Regions from separate parts of the Columba livia genome. Here region 1 is linked to region 2. Evidence: chromatin contacts called from public Hi-C data. All regions are on one chromosome and are shown on one strand. The core of a region is the stretch at or near the end of the contact, and the rest is flanking DNA. Distances in the headings are between cores, read along the strand shown. Region 1 holds the start of CHSY1 (chondroitin sulfate synthase 1). Region 2 overlaps ASB7 (ankyrin repeat and SOCS box containing 7).

Region 1 (5,029 bases), core at 2,219-4,718, 290 kb after region 2:
TCTCTCACCACGTTTCCCAGGAAATCTAGTCGCTATGCAAAAAAAAAAAAAAAAAGGGGGGGGGCGGGTGTTAACTGCCTGATATTTCTGTTCCTGAGACAGCAGACAAATCTTCTGGGAGATTGCTTATTCCCATCTTCTCCTTCCTGCAGCTCTTTTAGAACAACTCCCCGCAACTGCAAAACCATTAGCACATATTGCTGCACTTTCCCTGAACCCCAGCACTACCTTAACTCCTTCCTGCACGGCTCTTTTCCTGACTCTTCTCCTTTGATGTGACACCAAAGTTGCTGCTGCTGCACTTCACCGGCCTCCTGGAAGGGAAGCTCCGCTAACCCGGCTGTCAGATGCAATAACCACTGAAGCTACAAATCTGCCTTCCGAAAACCTGTGGATCTAAAGCTTATTCTCTGCCTCGCAGACTACAAAAGCATGACTGTTTCAAAGAGCCGGCGTCTCCTGAAAATCCAGCAGGCCCGTTTTGCCTTGCAGTGGTCATTTCACTCATGATTGATGTTCAGGAAGTGGATTGCTTCCCCTCTTGTTAGACCCTATCTGGATTCACAGCAGCAAGGATCAGCAAATGCTTTCCGCTTCAGTCCCTTTTAGATGTGTCTGTAAATGGCCTTTGAGCCACAGCAATTTGGAGGTATTCAGCCTCTGAATCCCTAATTCCGCTCAGCGCTCCAGCTAGCGCGGTATCAAGGCTCTGCACACGCTGCCACCCCGGGAATGCCTTGCTAGCAGCTTCCCATTTCGCTCGCTGTGCCAGCGATTCAGCTCACCAGGATGCTTTGTCAATGTAGTAATCCCAGCAATTGTCTGCTTGAGTACTTCATGGCAATCAAAAGCCATTTAAGATTTCAGGTTTGTCTTCCTCTTCCCCCCTCCCCACCTTCCCCCAAAGATGTCTTCCTGTCACTAGGACATTAGCTCGATTCTTTTACCAACAGAGGGGAGAAAAACGCATCTAGCCCTACCGCAATGTTAAGAGGTCTCTTTATTCGTCCCTTCTGAGAGCCGACGTCATCTCTAGAGGTTAAACCAAAAGAGCAATGCAGTAAAAAGCAACACTCAGATCTCCTTCTGAGGGCTGAAGGAGCCCGATTCCATTAGCCGGATTTGTTAAGTTGCATCTTTAGCCATTTTTTTGCGCGAGCTGATGTTGCAGATATGGTTCTGTAAAGCCAGCTCTCCCACAGCACAGGACTGTTCAGCAAGCATGGGCAAAGCCAGGGACAAGAATCCTTAAGGCTCCACAACTAACACTTATCTCTGGACAATATCGTGATAAATTTCCCTTTCTTGAATTCTTGACATAAAATCTGGTGCATGCCAGACAAACTATCCTGCCATAAAACCTGTTATGTGATGTCCCAACACGACTCCAGCCTTTCTGTATGTTAATGTAAATTACACGGCTCATGAGGTTTGCAATCCAAAATGCTTCAAACCACACAGCGAAGAATACACAACCCTGAAGAAACAGATTCTTTCACCTATTTCAAAGCACCAATCACACACCCTCTGTAACTTAATTACAGGTCTACTGATGAAAGAAGGAATTAAGTTTCCATTAAAACCCTCGCTGGTGGATAATATGTCCAAATTAAGCAATTTTACTGCATTTGATGCTGGTATAAAGAGAACTACCATTTCCCAAAACTGGGGCTGGGCAGGGGAGGAGGAGATGGTCCATCATATGTGGTTTTGCCATCTTATTCTTATTGGCCAATATGGTCAAGTACTTCTCAACCTGGGCAGGCAGGAGATGGAGAAGGGTTTGTTCTAGCGCAAGACTAAAAGGGATGTTGTATTAGAGAAAGATCCGCCCCAGAGCTCCTGGCTGCTCCTCTGATGGCACTAACTGTGCAGTGCTCAATCAGAGCTGGGGTATACCCGAGCTAACATTTTAGCTCTTAACTCTTTTGGATTTCCCAAGTAGGCTTCCCACACAGCCTCCCAGCACTGCCTGCTGGTGCGAATGCCAGAGCAATAAGTATATTTCAGTGCAGAGTTTCTTCAACGCCACAGGCGAGATGATTATTCTGATAGCACTGAGGCTTTGGACTGAAGTCCCGTTAGCGCACGGTGCTCGCAGCAATATCCAGCTACGGCTGGAGATCGTACCATGGGCTACGGCGAGCAGCATGCAGCGCAAAGCACAAAGATTGTCCCTGCTCCAAAAATAGGCGTACTCAGGTAATAAACACATGGCTCAGAGGCCCCGGTTCTTGCATTGGCTTCCCCAGCCCAAAGCTTACAATGTTTCACCAAAACTGACCTTTCCCCATTCAAGCTGTTTTGCTACCTAGTCCAACATCACTTACAGCTTCAGTGAGCACAGGCCGGTTTTATTCTTTGTTCCCAGATGCATTTTTCCGAGTCTCATTCCTAAGCACATGCTCTCGGCTTGGTGCAACGTTCCTTTTTTTCCTATCCAAGGAGATACTGCAGTCCCCAAACTTTACTATTATCAGGCTGTTGGCTCCCTTCAGAAGCAGCCCAGGACTGCACCAGCGTGACGGGGCCATGCCCGAGGCAGAAGCGCCAAGGGAAGCACCTCAACCACCCCGGTGACTGGCGGTGGGTGCCCCCTCGCTACAGTGCGGCTGTCTGCCAGGTACTGACTCAACCAGACCGTGCGAGAGCATCGACGAGGTTCAATTCAACCCCTCACGTCTCCGCCGAGCTGTCCAGGCAGCGGAGGAGCGCTCGGGACACCTCGCTGCCCGCACCCTTCACTCCGGCCAGCGCCTCAGCGCTGCCCACCCTGCAGTCGGGCTGGTGCGGCGAGAGCCGGGGCTGAGCGTCCTCTGAGGGGCCCCTCTCTGCTCGCTCACATTCGCCTCACGGAAAGGCGACCGGTCCCCTGGCCGGCGCGGGGATCCCGGCCGCAAGGGCCCCGCCGTGGTAGACCTCCCGCCCGGGGGCTCCTACTTCAGCCGCTCCTCAGGGCAAACGGCCGTGCCGACAGCCGAGCCCAGCCGAACCGAGCCGAACAGAACCCAGCCGAACCCACCCGAACAGACACCAGCGCACCCGAGCCCAGCCGAAAGCAGCCGAGCGGCGCTGCGCCCCCCCAGCCCTCTCACCGGTGGGCGGCCACAGCACGGCTCCGCAGGTACTTCTGCGCCGTCATGACCCCCACGAAGAGGAAGCTCTGTGCCGGCGGGCCGGGGCGGCGCGGCGGGGCGGCGGCAGCGGGCGGCGGGCGGCAGCCCTGCGGGCGGGCTCGGCGGGGCCGCGCCGCCGCCGCCAGCTCGGAGGCGCGGGGCAGGACGAGGCGCGAGGCGAGCACGAAGCCCAGCACCAGCCCCAGCAGGACGCTGAGCCAGGCGCGGCGGCCGCGGCCCGCCATGCCCGCCCGGCGCCGCGCCGCGCAGGCCCCGCGCGGCTCCTCACAGCGCCGCCGCCCCGCGCTGCGCCGCGGCCGCCAGCCGCGCCGTGTCGCCCAGCGCCGCCATGGGGGGAAGGGGCAGGGACGGGAAGCGGAGGGAGGGGAGGAGAAGGGAAAGGGGCGCCCGCCTCCCCGGCCCTGCCCCTCAGCACAGGCGCTGTGTGCGGCCCCGCCGCCGGTAGCCCCGCCCGGCCGTGGCGGTGGTGGCGGGGCCGCCGCGGGAGGGGGGAGGGAGGTGGCTCGGCCCGGCCCCCTCCGTTCCCGCCGAGCTGGCGCACCGTGGGGGGGGGTCGGGACAGGGACCGAGAGCCGGGCTGTGACCCCGGGACGGGGATCGGCTCCTAAAGCGCCGCCCGGGAGCGGGACCACGGGACAGGGCAGCCCGGAGCAGGAGCAGCCCTGACCCAACGCCCCACCCCAGAACCTCGGCCCAGCTGCCCAGACCGAGGGGCTGGGACAGGAGCATGAGAGGACGTGGGTGCTCAGACTCGGGGATGGAGACTGAGACCCCGGACAGAACCCCAGCCCAGCACCCGGCACTGCGGAGCTGGAACTGAGGCTCCAACCCGGCCCTTCAGACCAGGATGGGACAGTACTGGGAGACTGGTACTCTGACCTGGGACAGGTACCAGCTGCCCATGCCTGGTGGCAGAGGTTCCATCGCTCATCCCAGCACAGCTCATCCCAGTATGGCTTGTGTGGAGTCTGCAGCCAGAAATACACTGGGAAATTCAGGCTAGAGATAAGGAATAAATCTTTCACACTGAGGGTGATGAGAGCCTGGCCCAGGTCACCCAGAGAGGTGGTGGATGCCCCATCCCTGGAGACATCCCAGGCCAGGCTGGATGGGGCTCTGAGCAACCTGAGCTGGTGAAGATGTCCCTGCTCATGGCAGGGGTGGCACTGGGGGAGCTGGGAAGGTCCCTTCCAACTGCCAACTCCTTGCTGCCCAAGCCCCAGACCTGCGATGCCTTGGTCCCCGGTGTCTGCAGAGCCAGAGTGCTGGCACGGCCACGAGGAGCAGCCTCCAGCCCGGGTTTCGCCTGGCACTGATGCATTCGTGCTGCTCGTGTTCTGGTGCTGGGGTGGGCAAAAGCACAGGCAGCTCTCCGGGTTTTCCCACCTTGCTAATTAAACCAATCAGAAATAGGTCAACCTATTTTGATCCAGAAGCTATAATGACTGCTCAACAGAGGGAAGATGTTAGGGGTACCAGGTGAAGATTTATTTTTTCTTTGTCTGCACTAACTCTCCATGTCCGTTTAATCTACTGTGTGCTTCAGCTTCAAATACTGCAGCCCCAAACCCTTGACATTTTACAGGAAAAACCCTCTGGTCTTCAGAGAAGAAACATATCAAGTACAACCCACTGACCTCCTGCTTGTCATTGTGGTTTCTTCCATTTCCTACCCACTTTTGTATGTCCAATTACCAGTCATTCCCATTTTAAAATTTATCTATATTGTGGTGTCATCCACAACAAGCTGAGAAGAAGAAAGTCTTGGTATAACGGCAGCCTGCTCTTGAGCAAGATCTGTTGCAAAAGAGGATGCTGAACCAAATTAATACTGTACATTAATAAGTCAAAGAGAGCCATACATGACAGATTTTGATGATCCTTGTACAGTA
Region 2 (4,448 bases), core at 679-3,178:
AATTTCTTCATGCTTTACATTGATTCAAGGTGACTAGTGTGACCTCATGACGCTTCTGTAAACCCAGATTCAGCTAGGATGTTACACCATCACTGTCGGAGAAACCCTGAGCTACAGGAAGAGTTGCAGATTCAGGCTGCAGTGGCTGCTGGCGATGTTCACACCGTGCGCAAGATGCTGGAGCAAGGGTATTCTCCAAACGGTCGAGATGCCAATGGCTGGACCTTGCTTCATTTCTCTGCAGCAAGAGGGAAAGAGAGATGCGTCCGTGTTTTTCTTGAACATGGAGGTGAGTTGCCTAGAGAGAAAAATCTTGCTGCCTGTCTCACAATTTTCTATCCTAATTTCCATTACAGGGCTTTCCAGCACTGATTAGGTGTCAGACTGCCTTTTTTTTTCTTTCTCTGGAGTTGTACTGCATCTCTGTTTCCTTTTGTTGCACACTCTGTGAATGAGGGAATAGTTTAACTTTATATCTTAATATCTTACTCCTTTTTTTTTTTTTTTTTTCAGAACTATTTAGGAATTGTTAAAAGAATGAATAAGCATTATGAAAATAGGGCAGAAAGACTCCTAAAATTGAATATACTCATTATAGGCTTTTTTTTTCTTCCGTTTGTGGTATTATTAGAGGAATGCAGGTCCTTGAATTGAAATACTAGGGAAGTTCATTTCATAACTCTCAGGTGAGTTAACAAGTCATCTTGAAGACCAAGTTTCCATGCAGGCTTTAATACAGTCTGCTAAACTTCATTAAAACAGTACTTTTTGTGAAAGGACTTTAGTGTCAGCTGGTCCAGTTGAGTTTGCACCTCTCCTGCATCCATCCACAGTGAAGCTTGATTTCAAGAACCGCTTGAGTTTCGTTGGCTGAAGTGATGGACTTGCTTGGGTGATGATTATTGCCCCTTAAATGGTACAGTCAGAGTTTCTTTTTGCTCTGTCTTCTTTCAAGACCACTTAAAAGTTTTAGAAATAGATAGTGTTAATCTTCTAATGTGGTACTGGAGAGGAAAAATAAAAATCAGTAGGTGTTCTCCACATTCTGGTTAGTGCTCTTAAAGAACAGCATCCTCCATTCTAGCGCTATTCTTATCAAATGAAACATGAACTATGATGTTTTCAGTCCCAGGGAAACTGAAATTATCTTTCTGATGCTTTACATATGAGACCATATGGGCCCCTTATGTGTATCACAGTATTTGTCACATGTATGGATCACCCTTAAAATTGTATGGCATTAATAGGCTGTGGTATTTGCACAATTAGTGATACGTTCCTTAAGAGCAGTATTGAAATACAGCCTGAACATCTGGGCCCTGTTGTTTTACCTACTGCAGGTTCTAACCACATAGTATTCGCGAACCCTCATGTCCTAATTGGAAGCGGGGGCAAAGCTACTAAATTGCACTGATAAATAACTTTAAATTCTACTTTTAAAGTGTAGTATAAGTGGATAATATCAAGCCTTCAGTTGAAAAATTCAAAATTTTTAGGCTGCAGCTCTTGAAGTATATTGGTTTTAATTCAGACTTGAAGATGATCTGCAAAAAAAACCCCTTATGTGTTTCTATGTGCTTTCATTGCATAGGTTTTGATATGAAATAGCTGCTGATGCAGTGCTTTTTTATTTTTATTGTTACTCTTTTCTATATGAAGCACCAGCTGAATCTGATGCCTCGTGAAAACCTCCTGTAATGAAACATCCTTGTTCTGGAAGCAGTACAGCGTTTAATCACCAGGACAAGAAAGTTGAGTAACAAATAGTGTGAGGGTTAGTCATCTACGGCAGCTTTCCTGGAGCTGGGTCTCGCTTCAGAAAATTGGCACCGTTTTGTGCCTTGCCCTGTTTTCCTTCAAAACACAGGCATAAAAGATAACAAGTATTTAAAACATAATAATGTTGCAAATGAGCTATTAAGCAGCGAATGAGCTGACTCTTAAAAGCAGAGTTAATCATGCCTGCCTCGTTAGAGAGGGGCTTGTGTCTGCCTTCACACAATCTCCACCTTCCTCCCTCTCAAGAAGTGTTGGAGCTTAATCCCTGTGGACCAAAATGGTACTGGAGTGAAGTAAAAAAGTCATTTTCTGGTGTGAATCTTATGGTAAACAGAGTATTGAACTGACTATATATAGCAATAATAAAGAAGATAGTGAGAGGGAACGAACAGAGTTCTGGAGGAAGGAAGGAACTGAGATGTTAGTGGGGAATAAGGAGCAACTAGTCATAGTTAGGGATGTCTAGAGGGATGATGAAGCCTAGGAGAGCTGGAAATATTGTCATAGTACAGGAATGAGAAAACTGAACTGGGTTGTTGCTGAGGATGAAGTGCTGTGACTCAAATCTAAGCTGCTGGGAGGTAACCAGTGTAGTCTTGAACGGTAGTGGGATGGAGTTTGGCTGGTAGAGGCTGAGAAGGGATCTGGTCACTGACCTGGAGATCAAAGGTAGGTTCTTATGGGAGTTGTGACCTGGCTGCCTCCTGCTTTTGCTTTTTATCTTCTCTTCCATCATTGCTCACCAGCAAAGAGAAGAGGCGAGGACAGCGTTGTGCCTGCAGGTCAGCTGATTTGAATGGAGGTGGTAGAACACAAGGAAGCTTTTCATTATCTGCTGGGCAAGGAGACACAGATAAATGGGGGAAATGCATTTAAAAACCAGTCCGGACTAAAGGATGAAGCCAGCAGAAATACCAACTAGATACAGAGGTGGTAGGTCAGATAATAAATACTCTTTAGCAAGTAATGAAATGCAGGAAGGTGATCAGAACCATGGAGAAACTCAGTTTTAATGAAAAATAGCGAATTAGACTTTCTTAGTGTATTTTTATATCATTTTAATGAAGTGTATGTTCTATAAAGTCAGCTCTTTCCATCCATAGAAACAATCTAGAGTCACAAAGCCGAACAGGAAAGCAACACAAAAATAGGGAGTGTGGTTTCCAGTAATCTTGGATTTTTGCCTAACAAGCCTTTTTTTTTTCCCTTCAGTGTACTTTTTTCGCTTTCAAAATAACATATTGAGACAGACAATCCCATATAGGACAAGAAATATGTTTTTATTAACCCCCAACTACTGCTGTTTAAGTTACAAGTAGTTAAAGTCTTCAAAAGTATGTAGTTGTTGGCTGTACCTTGGCAATATCCTCTCAATACTAGTTGCACAGGACAGCTTCTGGTTACTCATATTAATGATTCACTAAAGCTCCTAGAAATTGAAAAGTAATAAAAGGAAGTAGCCAAACAGATTTATTTATTTTTAGTCTTTGCTAGAAAGTATCTAAACTTTAGTAAGGTCACACAGAATCCGGGAGAAACCATATAAAATGCCAAGTGCTCATCCTCCCCTAAACCAGCTCATGAAGCATTTCTGTGTCTGAATGTTGTCCTAGAAAATTTGGAAGAGAACCCCGATGTAGCAATGTTTCTAAACCTTGTGGTGAGAATGAAGCCCAAGTTGGGGGAAGGAAGCTTGAAATAAGAGGTAATTTATGGAACCAGAACCATGTTTTCTTGGCCTCCCAAGTTACACTGTGACAGAGTGACCTAATGAAGATGTCACTGTGTTGCAGATTTTCAGTCTCAAGTGAACTGGATTGCAGTAATTTGGTACCCTTCATAGGCAGTTAAAGGTTTTTATCGCTGTATAATGCCTTGTATTTAAGAACATTAGAAGTGACCAAGTGCAGCTGTTCTTATTTCTAGGTTATGCTCTCCCCAAATTAATGGGAAGCTTGAAAAAAAACAACTATAATTGTTTGACAGTTAGGATGGAGGCAAGATAAAGAAATGCTGGCAAGTGCTGGCTTCATCCCTTCCTAGTTAAATAAGATTGTACCAGGTACTATTTTTTTTGTCTCTGCAGAATCTGAAAGGTAAGAGAATTCTCTCATGATTCTTTTTGCCTTGCTTGTGCTCCAAGGGAAAAGATGGACTTGACAGCATGATACCAATACTGAAGCGTTTTAAAAAACAAACCAACCAAAACCCCACAACAGCCTAGATTCTTAAGGCAACATCAGCTATGTAGCATTACTTCTGCGAACATGGGGACTAAACAGATGGAAATTATATGCAACGTAATGCAGGTCGAACTTCTACTAAAAGTCTTTGTGAAGTTTTCAAGTTTTCCAGAAGATGGCAGCAAAACATCGACTGAATAGTAACAGACAATGTTTTGGTCTTTTGAAGATTGTTTCCTTGATCAAGGGGGAAACTGGTACTATTAGCTCACTGGAAGCCCATTATTTTAATGGGAATTACAATATTTTTATCATGAGGCTTTGCTACCATGTTTATTTTTGGAAGGTTAGTTGTTTGTGTTGCTTTGTTTCCAGAGTGAATCTTATTTTCCTGTTCTTATTGAGACACTTCTCTTACATGACTTAGTATTTCTTTTTTTTAGTGATCAAAAGCAGTGAATTTATGGGAGTAAGGAAGGCGTGGAA

What was found. Hi-C and Micro-C count contacts between places; a contact is called where the count stands out from the background.
Region 1: a Hi-C map of liver shows a contact between it and region 2, with 3 times the contacts expected there. The contact joins the promoter of CHSY1 here to the enhancer-like site in region 2. A contact is called at or near these places in 2 of 2 Hi-C or Micro-C datasets (crop and liver).

What each region holds. Positions count from the first base shown.
Region 1 is chr11:10,313,331-10,318,359 of bColLiv1.pat.W.v2, forward strand. CHSY1 (chondroitin sulfate synthase 1) reads right to left here and starts at 3,469. Exons shown (of 3, transcript XM_065076716.1): 1 at 3,096-3,469. The coding sequence starts at 3,361.
Region 2 is chr11:10,027,258-10,031,705 of bColLiv1.pat.W.v2, forward strand. ASB7 (ankyrin repeat and SOCS box containing 7) reads left to right here. Exons shown (of 7, transcript XR_010475419.1): 4 at 30-289. Among named protein-coding and RNA genes, the nearest start is that of ASB7, 12 kb to the left of the region's middle. Within about 2 kb of position 1,929, at least 1 of the 3 cell types and tissues checked has an H3K27ac peak away from gene starts, as active enhancers do.